Linked DNA regions of Anser cygnoides: region 2 is linked to region 1. The links are chromatin contacts, called in public Hi-C maps. All regions are on one chromosome and are shown on one strand. Each heading gives the region's core, a stretch centred on a gene start, on an enhancer-like site or on the middle of the called end of the contact. The rest is flanking DNA. Distances are from core to core; before and after follow the strand shown.

Region 1 (6,565 bases), core at 1,251-3,750:
GTGCTTGCGAGGGAAGCTGACAAGCAGGCAGATGAGCTGGGAGCTCTGGCAGAGCAGGTGGGGTGAGGAAATGTGGAGTTAGACATAGAGGGATAAATGGGAGGGAGGGAGGAAAGAAAGACAGTCACATCCTGGGATTTGTAGGTGGTGACAAGAAAACTATATTTGCTGTGGCAGTAGATAGTGAGCTGGTGGGACATCTGTCATCCCTACTTTTCAGCTCTATGGAAAATACTGCTAGGGCTTCAAAGTCATCTTCCCTTTTCAAAACGAAATTATCAAATAGCATGTTTTAGGGAGGATCATTGTCTACGTTAATCCCCTGTGTGATCTTTGCCTTTTGCCCTTGGTTTCTTAATTCACTCAGCTGTTTTGTGCACACTTATCGGACATGTAAGAGCCAGGCCAGCATTTCTAGTCCTTATCAAGGGTGATACTTTGAGCTCTATGCGTGGGTAAAAGGCTTGAGATTTGTACAATATATTAGCTACTGTTTTCTAAAGCATGAAAATCAGTGGAGCTTTATAACCCTGTTGTGAATAGGGAAAGATAGCCTTTTAACTGACGGAGACGGTACCTGCAGTGAAATATGCATTATGAAACCACGAGCACGTTCCTTTATCACAGGACACTGTTGGGAAATGCATTAACTGTTAACCACTAGTTAACTGGCAGGTCAGGCAGACAAACCAAGATTCAATGTAAAGGTCTGTTACTTCTTACAGCAATCCTGGCTGCTCAGCTGGAAGGCTAGCATAAATCAGCAAGGTCTTGTCAATGTGCTTCCTCTGCAGCAATTTGGGAAAGACGGCATATTTTGGTCCCTGGAGGAACAAGAATGGTCAGCAGTTATTCTCATGAATCTCTCAAAGCAAACAAATCTTCTCAGCGAATGAGTACAAACCCCCCGTCTGTGCATCCACATTAAAATAACTAAGCAATGTGCTGTGAAATATGACTATGGCATGTAGAGAAAGTAGCAGTTGGTTGTACTTTAAGTGTCCATGGAAAGGATGGAGATTTATGACAATTCTTCAAAGAACGGCTGAATAAAAAAAAAAAAAAAAAAAAAAAAGAAGTCTAATGGTTAAAAGTATACGGTGTTACTTGGGAAAAGTATTAGCAACTCATCAAAATACCTGAAAGAAAATAAGTCTGTTTTGCTTCTTAGCAGATCATGTCTTCTGAGGTTTCTGTTGCATTGAATAATTGAATGTGTTTTGGAGGTGGAGGGAAAGCAAAGTGTGGAGATTTGAAATAAATTAAAAAGCCCAGCACCTTAGTAACAAATGGCAACAAAAGTCCAGCTGGCACCAAGTCCTTTTATTCCATGAACCAGGCCACTGAGCACCGGCAGTCAGTGCTTTGATTCCCGTTTGATCTCGGGGTTGGCACTCAGGTAAAGCTCCTATGGAGACCATCCATATGGGAACAACAAAGCCATTCAGATTCTTCCCATTTGCCATGTGGTTCCTTCTCTGGAAATCTTTTTGGGGTGGGTGGACGATGTATGGGTAAGGGATACATATTTGGGTAAGGAATTGCTTTTTCTTGTTAAATACATGTAATGGGTTCAACAAGTGGCTTGATCCTTTTGTCTTTACTCGGCAAAGTATCTTACAAGTTCACTAAGTATTTTGCCTGAATAAAGACTGGAGAAAGGGCCTGTAATGAGAATTGTACTCTTCAGGTACAAATTCAGTCTCTGGGTCCCTTGTAGGTCAGTCACCTGAAGGCTTAAATGGCAAGTCCCTTTATGGCCCAATGTGCATCCTCGACGATTTCAGAAAGATCCAGCACCATCTCAGCCCAACAGGGACCTGACTTCGAATTGCTCCTGTTCAAATTGAGGTAAGCCATGATCCTTTCCTGTTTCAGCTGGGAAGTTCACAAGGCATGTCATGAAAGCTTATCAGTGTAACTGAATCGGGAGCCATCGCAGGATAAAACCAGCCAATTTCAAGTGGAGGGACAAAAGGTCAGAGAACCGCAAACCCAATACTGTCACCAGCAGCTTGGGTTACAAGGTTACTGTACAGGGAAAAGAGGGGGATGAAGCGTAGCCTAGTAAACACTCAGTCAGCTCGCAAAAATAGAAAGTGACATGGATCCTAATGGCAGAAATATGAAGCTACTGTATAGTATATGTTCACCTGCCATTATCACTTACATATGCTGAGAGGGAGGTCAGCTGGCTCCAAACTCTTCTCTGAGGCTGGGAGATACTTTTAAATTAAGATAATGCATTGAATTTAAATTAAATTGGCAGCAGGACAGACTCTGGAACCTGCAGGAGCATTTTGGGAGAGCTTCACTTTGGATAACAGCATTTTGTGGTCTCTGAGGTTCTATCAGGCAGTTTACATTCAGGTAAAACTGAGTATGGAAATGGTAAAGCTTTCTGCCTGACACAGTCTGATCCCATTTGAGCATCCTTTTTGGTAAACTACTGCACTTTTTATTTGCAGTATGCCAGAAACCAACTCTTTGAGGGACTGTTTTCAGTCCCTCTTCTTTGCTTTTAAGAAGAGCTCTAAGTAGAACGTAGTTCATTCCAAGTGAAATCCCCTTGGTACCAACTGTGATTCACGTGTATCTCCTCTAGTACTGCATCAATGACAGAGTGCTGGATGCTGTTGTCTGGTACAACCAAAGAACAAAGGTTGTGGGTGCGAGATTTATGCCTCTTTAAGAAATTGTGTTGGAAATAAATAATGTAGGCATAAAGAGTAACAGCACTTAAGAAGGTTAGATAGAAAGTCTCGGTTTACTTTTGACAAGAAAAGAGAAGAAGCCAAAGTAAGGAGGTTGGTCAAAAGACACCATCAACTGTTAGTCTGTGTGAGCCAGAGTCCGGTTAGTCTCAGCCACGCTTCTGAGTCAGCGTGGCGTGCTGGATGAGTTGGGGTGCCAGGTCCTGTTCTGCCTCTCGGTGCATGTCAACATTGGAACAAGCCATAAAAAAAACAGGTTGTTTTACAAATACCTGCAAGGCTTTCAAAACTTTTGAAACCTTCTGAAATCTCTGATCAGACACAACTTTTTGAAACCTCTGCTTGCAGAGTGAAAAGGTCACTCTCTGTATTTAAGTTTTCCTCTCTTACGTACACAGGACTTGCAAAACCCAGTCAAAAACGTTGAAACTGACAGTTCAAACAAGTGTGTTTGGTTTGACAGAACCATTTCTGAAACAAAATGTAATTGCCAAACATCCCCAGTGTAATTGCAGCCTAGTAATTCAGAATAAAGCAGACAGAGGGGTGGGGATCGCATTCAAAGACTCCCACAAAAAACAGGAGTTTTGTACCTACCCTGTCTGACCGTGTCTCGACCTTTATGTGCCTCCATCAATCTAAAACCAGTTGCATGTTTTTGGTACTCTTGTGATCAGAAACAGAAATCAGAAACTGTTTTTTCCTTTTATTTATTTATTATTAATATTTTTTCTTCCATGTATAAGGGCCATGATGTACTTGTGCCTGATACTGTGTGGAGCTATTCATTTGATTTTTTTCAGACAAGTCATGGACTTTTACTCCCTGATAAGTACATTCCTAGTACGTGGAAATAGTGCAGTGTCCTGCTGCTATCAATGTGTTTATATGTATGGGGGAAAATTCCTGGATATTATTGCAGGAGACCTGTTAGGATTCTGAATGAAGAGTGAATGAACCTTCCCTGCCTTAAAACCAGGCTATTTTAGATAACACGAACCAAATTGTAGTAACTCTCCTTTAAAGTTCTTTAAAGTTTGATTATCTCCATGTACCGAACTTCCAAACTAATCCCATGCAAACAGTACTGAACTACTACTTCCAGTAGACATGCTGTGCAAGCGATATAATGTAATAAGCCATGATATTTGTGTGAGTATGCCGTGCCGACCTCTAAAAGTGTAATTTTCCCTTACTTGTATTTAGTTACCTGTGACCAAAACACTGATCATGCTCATCAGTTAGTATTACCTGGTTTTAGGAATAAATTCAGGCCAACAACATGCTTACAACCTCTAGCTAAACAATAAGATTATTTATTTTTAAAAGCTGTGCAGTAAAGGGAGTTAGGCTGGAGACACAACTGAGAAAGGAATTACAGTTAACATTGGTTGCAGTAAATACAGCATTGAGCAGCTAGATAGATGTTGGTGTTTGGAAGCTGGAGTTGGAAAGATGAGTTCAATATCAGCAGAGGGAAATTCTCTACCTCAGGACCCACTGTAACAAAGTCTGCATTGAGACATTTATTTAGAAAGAGGAGGGGAAGGGGAAGAGATCAGAATGAAAAATTGTGGCTGGGTAGTCCCGGGGTCTGACAAAAATAGGGAAGATCTAGCATCGAGCTGAGCAGTCAACACAAAACATGCCCTGATAGAAACTGAACTATGATTCATTTATGTATTTACATCTCTGCTCCACAGTAATGCCAAGCTTTTCCACACATCTTATTAATTTTTTCAGTAAACACAGACACAAAAAGGAGACCCTTTAAGTGCAGTTAGAGTATTTATTGAGTACCTTTGCCTTTTTTTTTTTTTTATCATTATTGAATAGCTATCTGGCAGTGTTAATAGTAACTAACAACAAAGAAATGATTGCTTATGGTTGATGTCATATGTCCTACCCGGTCTCTCAAGGTTCAGTAAGAAATTAAACATCAAACAAACCAAAAAAAGACTACAAGAGCTAAATGCAACAAACCAACTAAATGATAATTTATGGGGATTCTGTTGTTCTTAAAGACTAAGTCATGCTCTCACCTCTAAAGGTTGTTTCTGTTAACCACTGTTCCCTCTGCCCTATGATTAGTCCAAATTATACATAAACTGGGAAAAGAGCCAGCTTTTGTGATTACAGATTCCATGAAATTCATGCAAATGAATGCGCAGGGTCAAAAGCTTGTTTCTCCTGAAGGGCACATGTCCCAGATACTTTGCAGTCCCAAGGAGGGTCAAGAAAATCTGAATCAGGGAGGCGAGAAACAAGCAAAGTCACTTGTTATAGACCATTTGTTTCAGATGTTGCTAGCTGTATAATATATGCTTGGAAAAAAAGAAAAAAAAAGAAAAAAAAAGAAAAAAAAAAGAGGGGTGTGTGTTTGTCCGGTAGGGAATGTAGGGAATCCAAATGATATATAGCATTTCTTCTGCATCCTTGCATGTTTGATTTCCATATGCCTCATGCCTTTGCGGTATAAAAATATAGAAGTCATATACTTACCCAGAGCTTAGAAAATATCCCATTTGCATCCTACCTGGTTGCTCTGTCAATACACAGTCATTAATTCCATAAGCCTACTAAGATGTTATATCACTTCCTATGAAAGCCTTTGATGAAGGTGGCTCAGGTAACGCAGTAAGCAGGTTATCCCATTGCATAATTTGCTTGCTGGTAAAATTAGACTTGGACTAAACCAACAAAGTTTGTGTTGAGATCCACATTTTTCTGACTCTCAGATACGCTTCAGTCATTTCAAAATATTGTTAGTGGACTAATTTGCAAATTGCCATCTAAAGTTAGAGTAATGATTGTAGAAGGACTTTAGGCTTGTATTTTCGATCTTAAAAGTAGAAATAAAAGCAGTAAAAGATGTAAGGGTGTGGAGACCCTAGTGCTTTTGTGCTAAATTATAAAAATCCTAAGCATTTGTAACCCACACATGTGACCCATCATTGTTCCCATCTGTGTTACCCTCCAGAGAGGGGTGCCTGCATCCAAACTGCCCATGAGGAATGGCCTTTCACCTCAACTCCCTAGCTGTGTGCAGAAATGTTTGGAAAAAAGCTATAGGCCAACATCACGCAACAGAGAGAGAACACTTTAATAGCGTACACAACGGCTGGCCATGGAGAGAACTGTTGATTGTGTCAGGCAATTTCTGGCTTTTGTAGAGGATTCCCATAGGTGGTGGTAAGGCCTTGTAATGCAAAAGACACCTAACTCTATAATAGCCTCTGCATGGATTAGGCAAGAGGTGCATGGGGTTTAGCCCCATCAAATGTTTTTCGGGAGTTTCTTTACCAAGTTGATAGCAGATCTGTGCAATATCAGTTCTAAGTTTAACAGATGAAGCAATGCATTTTAGAAAAGTGTGTTTTGTTTTTTTTTTTTTTTTCACCTAGAAGTTTGTTTTAAACACTGCAGTTTTAGATATATTCCTTGAAAGTGTGTTTTAACAGAAATTGTTACTTTGACCACATCCATGAAGCAAAATAATATCTTCTGAATGATATTTTCTGAGGTGGCTTCGCTGAAAAACACTGAATATATCCTGAAAGAGAAGACCAAGTAAATATTCCAATGATACTCATTTTTTAGAACAGCTGCTGAGTATTGAAGGTCTTAACTCCTAATTTTTGATCACTTAAGATTGGCAAAGAATTGGATTCTAAAGAATGGTCATACATAATACAAGTAATACTTACAAACCAGCTGACTTTATAGTAAAGCCTTCCCCAGCAAAAGAACAGCTGGTATTTGTTTTTCTTGTTCTTATTTGTTGAAGTATATATATTTAAAATTATTATTAAATTGACAAACAAAACAAATATTTCCTTCAGTGCCATTGT
Region 2 (7,000 bases), core at 2,858-5,357, 830 kb after region 1:
AAACATGACAGGATGCTGACTAACAGTGGTAACAACTGGCTATAGGCACCAGCTTCTCTTTAAGGCCAAGAGGCAGCAAAGGGCCAAGCAATTTCTGCCAGGTTTTCTTATTTTCAGATTGATACACAGAGGACAGAGAGAGTGAAGCAAAACCACCAGCAGATCAGGCCATGGGACCGGCCTTGTTCAGCTGCCTGCTCGGGAGGAGATGTATGGGTTCGCCTCCATCATTCTCCATTTTCAGGGAGTGAATTGGAAGCCCAGAAAACGAGTAACACCTCTCTTGGTGTCAAGGTCACAGACTGGTTTGGCCACCCCACGCTGTAATGCTGTCAGCACGCTGTAGTGCTGTGACTGGGCAGTAGTACGTACGGTCAGCGCACAGAATTTCGCTTGGGCTGCAGGTGCTGTTTGTTTTAGTGACAGGTATTTAACTCCTGCTGACCACCATGTGGAACGATGCAGAACTGACACAAAGATGCTCAAGGAGCTAGCTCAGCAGTCTTCCCTTTAAGAGAAGGCACTGAAATCTGGCAGAAAGAACTGATTCTTTAACTGTTCCTATGCTTCTGTCTCAATTTGCTGTAGGAAGAAATGTGTGAATGGGCTAAGATTAAGCAGTTAGTTTGAGAGATTTCTAACCTTTGTAATACGTAGGTGCTGCTACCGTGGAGTGGGCTCAAACTTGTCTACCTTGTTAGCTACAGTGGTAGGCTTTCATCAGGGAAAGCACAAGAAGGCACGAAGATTTGCTGCGGTGCTCGAAAGCTCTGACAAAATCAGCCTTCATCCCAAACCCACAGACACAGCACTATTCAAGACAAGGCACATATCGGTAGTACCGTGCACTGCTGTCGTGGAAAAAAACCAAAAAGGTCAATCAGAGAGAGACAACAGAAAAATACCACTAAGGCAAAGAGAGAGCAGGAAGCCAAGCACAAGCCTGAGCAAGAACTGGGCGCATGACCCTGCGTGCATGGAGGAGAGAAAGGGATTTAAAGTAGTGAACCAAGAAATTGCCTCCTGTCATTGCAGTCCTGCCCCACTCAGGAAGACAGGAGGACCACGTGCAGCTTTTGTGCCTGAGTGGTATTTGATCAGAGAGACATTTGGCCAGTGCTTGGGTACTTCTGATGTTACAGAAAGGTTTGTTGGATGTCTGCATTGATCTTAAGTAGGTGGGTGAACGTGGAAGTAAACCGAAAAGCCCCAGAAGAAGGCTGCTTTTATAGCACGATAAAGGTTCTGTCAATTTTAAATAATGTTCTCTAGATTATGCAGTGCTCTTGCTACCCTAAACAGTTCATGGAGAATGTACTGTATGGCATGTGCCTCTTTCAGACTGTTTGTCCTAGACGGATAACAAATCTGGTACATGCTAAATCTTTCGGTCAGGAACTAGTGCATTTACAAATGGTCTGTGATAAGCTTAAGAATGCCAATTTGAAACTGAATCCAAAGAAATGTGAACTGTTTTAAAAAGAGATAATTTTGCCTTGGTCATTCGATCAGCGAGGAAGGAATTTCCACTGATAAAGCCAAGTGAAGGAGTGCAGAACTGGCTGGCCCCTCAGACCCGCACAGCTTTGGAGGCTCTGCTGCTGCTGTTGTACCGGAGCAAAGGCTATTGCACGCAAAGAGGTAAAGAAACGCTTTGAGTAACCAAAGTGCAGTGTGGTGGACTTAAAGAGGGGCCATTTGTGACTGTTGTAGTGTTGCCTTACACCAGCCCTACAAATCTTTTTCATACCAGCCACAGCTGTGTGTCCTATAGAGCCTGAGCCTGTGTGCCCCGGGAGGCTGTAAATTTGATAGGTACACGAAAATGCTTTATCTTGATGATTCAGGTAAAGAAAGGACTGAAAACATCACATTATTGCACAGAAGAACACAAAAAATGAATAGCACCAATGCAAATGCAAAGGGGTTTACAACTCCCCAGCTGAGTCAGGTTCTAAAACAGCAGTTAAGATCACTACACAGTATGCATACATAAAACCCACCATACACCTACAGTATGTCTCTCTGTTGAAAGAGGACAGGATTAGGAAGTAGCCCTCCCGTCATCCTGCAATGACCAGTGCCATCTCCTAGCTACCATCATGTTGGGTAATGGCATCTTCCAGCAGTCTGGGGGGCTCACGGTGAAAAGTAGCTTGTAGAGGGCACGGAAGAGCCCAGCCAAGTGGGATCAGAAGCACGGGGCCTCATCCCATTGCTATCAGCAGCAATACTATGCTGTCAGGTTAAGACTTCATCTTGTGTTATACATATCCAATTATGAAAGTTAGTCAAACAAGGCTGTGTTTGCTTTCCCTAGTGTTTAGGCAGTTGACCTGGAGGTATTCCAACTTCACACCCACATTTACAGCACCTAAATGTATGCCTGTATGTGGAAAACTGGTACAGGAGCATACAGCCAGATGAGACTAAGGTGTTCTCCAGCTCACAGGTACCGCAGTGACTCATACGGCTGCCCAGGTGTCTGAGCATTTCCAAGGTACATTCTGGAAAAAAAAATAAATCTATTTATCAAAGCACCTGAATTGTATTAGGTTCAGATAAATCTGAGAGGTTCTGGCTTCACAGAGTATATTCTAAAGAGCTGCGAGTGAAGAACAAATCCTGAGAAACACGACCATGGCACAGTATCTGAGAGACCTTGCTCTTAAGTAGCACTCACTAGCTGTTTCAGTAATCTCTCACATACGGAAATCCTTTCAATATCAACCCTCTGTTCTTCACACACTGATGTCCAGGGATTTGTCTGTTTGCTGGTGGTTTAATGACGCTGAAGCAATGTGTACAGGTGGTCTCAAGAAGCAGGCAGACAGGGAAAGGAAGAGATCCAGGCATGAGAGAGCACTGGAGTCTAACTCTACGAAAGGGAGGCTGGGGATACAAGATTCTTATTTTTAATAAGAATTAAACCTTAATTTTAAGTAGATGGTGGAGTTGTATGTGCGATATCCACTGTACAACCTTTGCTTTAGCTTAAATTATCAATGCTAACTTTTCTTTGGAGATGGATGAAATGGCCAGGTGACCTCTAAATATCCTTTCCAGCACTTCTGAATTTTTTTAAACAACTTGCAGTGAACTAGAGTCTAGTCACAGATACATTTTCTTCCAGGGAGTGCAAAGCCAGTTGCATATCATGAGGTCCTGCCACAGCAGCTTTCCCATTCTGCATTGTCTGCTGTCAAATTCATTCAAACAGCTTGGTGAAGAAGCCAGTCCAGCCAGGAGCCGCATGCCACAGAGCTACAGATCTCACACCTGTAGCAGGTCTGCAACTTCAGGGTATTTTCATGTCTTTTGCAAAGAGGGAGCCTGAAACAAAACAACTGCAGGACACTCTCCAGAGGATAGTCACTGTAGCTATAGCCAGAGAAAAAGTTGCAGGACATTATGGCAAGAAGTTGTTAATGCCGCAGATCAAGTTCTTATGAGCCAAAATAGTTGCTGTGGCAGTCTAGGAGGCAGATTTTGCAGGTGTCTGGTGGGCAGCCAAAAACAGATTTGATTCATTTATTTTAGCAAATGCTCTCTTTCAGCAAACTGAAATTATGGCCCACCCAGGTTCGTTAAGCAAGTTCAGATGGAGAAAACACTGCGGACCTGAAGCTACAAAATCACTGATGAAAAGTCACCAGCTCCCTTTTTCTCAGGCTGGAGCACTTACAAAGAAAGCAAGCAGATCAAGGCTCGGTTCCATCTCCTCCACAGAAATGCAAGAGAATTCTTCCACGTGACAATATACCAGGCCTGGTCGTTCAAATTCCCACGTGGTACTTAAATAATAGTCAGGACTAAAAGCAAATGAGTAGCTTTCTAGTTTGGTCCTTCACATGAGTATCTGAAAACACAGGAATGCCAGACTGCTGTATTTTATTATTACTTTAAGTACAGATGGATGTCCTCAACAGAGACTGCTAATAAGCTCAGACCTGCATTAACAGGCCCTAAGCAAATACAAACGCATAGGATCAGAGTTGTAGAGTACAGCGGTTTGAGCAACAGCCCGAAAGGGAAGGCATGCGGTTTGAAATTCTCTCCAGCAGAAACAATAATTCACCAAGTCTTCCACCTCCCGCACAAGGTCTCCGACCGCTGCACGTAAGGGGCGTTCCTCTGCTCTGGCGCTCTGGTAAAGGCAGCCCTTCTTGTACTTTACCACTTCAAGGACCCCAAACCAAAAGGCTGAGCCCTGTGGAAGGGCACAGTTCTGTGTCAGGCTAGGCAAGATTTCAGCTTTTCATTTCCCCTGCCCAAAACAAAGCTCCATTCAAGCCGCACAGGCTCGCTCCTCTCCTCCCTAGTTCAGGAGAAAAACAAACAAACAAAAATGTGCTCCCCTAGCGAGTGCCCCAAAATAACACAACTGCTGGCTTCACACGCGGGCTGCCGAGCTTCCCAGCCAGACTGCAAGGGAGGAAAGACAAGCTCCAGGCAGGAAAGTGAACCAACACAAACTGGGAGGTGAACCAGAGCAAACTACACCCTCAGGTATCGCCCTAGCCACAAAACAGAAGCACACAATTGCGCAATTTGAGAAAGGCTGATGCAAGCAGGGGCAGGTTTTCATGAACACTGTCAGTCACTGCTTTATTACAAACACGGAACAGCCAGCAGAGCCAACAACATGCAATTTGCATTGGAACAACACAACCTAGGAGAAGGTCAGCCATGGCAAAGATCAGATTGCAGGAGAGGGAAATCAGTTAGGCAGCCAAACAGCATGTCGTAGTTGGCATCGGAGCAGCCTGGCCAGAAAAGTCAGGGCTAGGATGAAGGACGTTGTTCATGTGAGCACGCTATGCTAACAAGCCAATGCGGCTTCCAGAGCAGAGCTGGTGCCTCCTGCTCCAATTGCTCCACACGCTGGACAGACTGCTACCCACGGCCACATCTGTAGAGGCATGATTAAAAGAGAAGAGAGCAAGGAGAGAAACGTTTGGTCATCTGTGCATTTTGAAAGGCTGGAGAACACAACATCAGTCCAAAACAATCTGATCTGATGGATGGGTGATTTCACTCGGGAAAAAAATAAAAACAAAACATTTCTGGAGTACCTTCCGGGCTGTCCAAGTGAACACGGAAACAATGTGCAGGACTTGGGACCAGAGAGGCATTTAAGTTGACAAAGTAGTTTGACAGACATGTCCTGGTGACACACGTCCTATCCTGGGTGTTGTTTGTTTAACCATGCCTATTTTTGACGTTAACAGCTCTGCACAAGTTATTGAAGAGTTCCTGAAATATTTTAAAAATTGTTTTAGATGTAGTTCCTTACATAGGAGATGAATGCAACCTATCAAAGACAAATCAGATGGGGAGATTAGGACAGAAAAGAGTAAGCATCAGAAAACATGTTAGAGAAATAACGGCATTAAGTTTTTGCTATGGGAAAGGTATTGCCCCCCCAAACATATATCAAAGTAAAACATAAACTTGTAGGAAAGTAAAAAGTAAATGTAGTAAAAAGTAAAGTAAAGGTAAAATATTAAAATGTTTACTACTATAATTAGGAGCTATTGCTCAAATACATCTTAACAGGCAACTCGAAAATTATAATCTATTTTCTGTGTGCACCAGAAAAAATGAATATGGTGATCTGGGAAATGTGGTTTGTCTGTGCATTTTCTAATCTCACGGGGTTGTAATAGCTAGAATGAGTTTATGGTTAAAAGGATGGAAATAAATAGGATATTCATGCAGAAGCATCATGGAGATAGAAATGAACTTTTTTCCGCCTCGTAAAAGAAAAACAACAGCAACGACAACAAAAACCATACTCCTTTGTCGAAGACGAGAACATGCAGTGAAAAGATTTTCCTATTTTTATTTCTCCGCAGTGTATTAAGAGCATCCTCTAGTGACGGTTAGCAGTCATTGCATTTAATTATACCGGCTTTAACACAGCGTGCTTAACTGTTTGAAATACATCTTAAGAAAACAAAGTTGTCTTAAGGATCTTAGGAATAACACCAGTCAGGTATGCAGGCACGTCTAAGTAACACCAGGTAAGACTACTTAACCGAGAATAAATGCCAATCATTAAGCTAAAATTTGTAATCATGCAAGTCAAACAAATGAACAACAAAAAATAAAACCCCTATAAGATAAGGTTCTATGTTGCTTTTGAAAATTTTGTTTAGCCATTCAAGTCCTTAGAAACTGTTGGAAATGCAAGTTATGTTTCAAAAAATGCTGGGCACTACTATAAAGGACCAGGAAGCCAAACACTCAGAACCTCAGACAGTTGTAAAGAACTGGCTTGCACGCCTGGGCTCAGCAAGCAAATTGAGCTTGAGAGTGATGGTTTTTACCTCAAGGAGTTGTTTGCAGCCAAAGAAAGTTTTTTAGCAAAATCAGGCACGTGTCATTTGCAGCGATCAGAAACGCACATAAACTCAGACCATTCTGTGCCAGGTATTTGCTAGCTCCTTCCACTTATACCACCTGATTCCTTAAAAAGATATTACATCTCCTCGCAAGCTTGACTTTCTTTACGAACGTACACACGTGTGTGTTTCAGGGAGCTCTGGAAAAAAAAAGCACCTGCCGATGATCTGACTGGATAACCCACTGTACTCAGTGGTGGGGCTGCAGCAGGAGCCGTGCTGCCTTCAGGAACAGCCTCTGGCGTGGCAGAGCCTGGGCTGAGGAGCCGCATCCTCCCCCAGAGGACATCTGTCCAGGACCACGCCACCCGGCTGACAGTAGCCTGCAACAAAGCGCTTTCAGTCTGAGCTCAGTATTTCCAAAACAGGTTTGTGTTTGTCTTTTTTAATCCATTGCTTTTAAGATTGATATGTTCTTTCATTCCTCGCTGAAAAGAAGTTAAGAAATATTTATTTAACAAACCTTACCACCTGCCTTTAAGTCATTATGTCATTTACAGAAGAACAGCTCAACCATCACTGTCCATGGCTGTTCTCCCACAAGTATGAGTCTGCTTTGACCTCTGAAGAGCCGTTCAGGTGAGCTGAGCTTT

Evidence for each region. A called contact is a pair of places that touch in the nucleus more often than the background predicts.
Region 2: a Hi-C map of liver shows a contact between it and region 1, with 10 times the contacts expected there. The contact joins two enhancer-like sites. A contact is called at or near these places in 2 of 7 Hi-C or Micro-C datasets (both in liver).

The regions. Positions count from the first base shown.
Region 1 is chr4:76,067,506-76,074,070 of Taihu_goose_T2T_genome, forward strand. No RefSeq gene overlaps it. Among named protein-coding and RNA genes, the nearest start is that of OSTC, 21 kb to the left of the region's middle. Within about 2 kb of position 2,501, at least 2 of the 3 cell types and tissues checked have open chromatin away from gene starts, as enhancers often do. A contact at or near this core is called in liver, where this site is marked.
Region 2 is chr4:76,894,219-76,901,218 of Taihu_goose_T2T_genome, forward strand. It overlaps LOC106038676 (a long non-coding RNA gene), which reads right to left. Exons shown (of 3, transcript XR_001208765.3): 1 at 6,871-7,000; 2 at 5,076-5,314; 3 at 4,675-4,912. Among named protein-coding and RNA genes, the nearest start is that of PITX2, 39 kb to the right of the region's middle. Within about 2 kb of position 4,108, at least 2 of the 3 cell types and tissues checked have open chromatin away from gene starts, as enhancers often do. A contact at or near this core is called in liver, where this site is marked.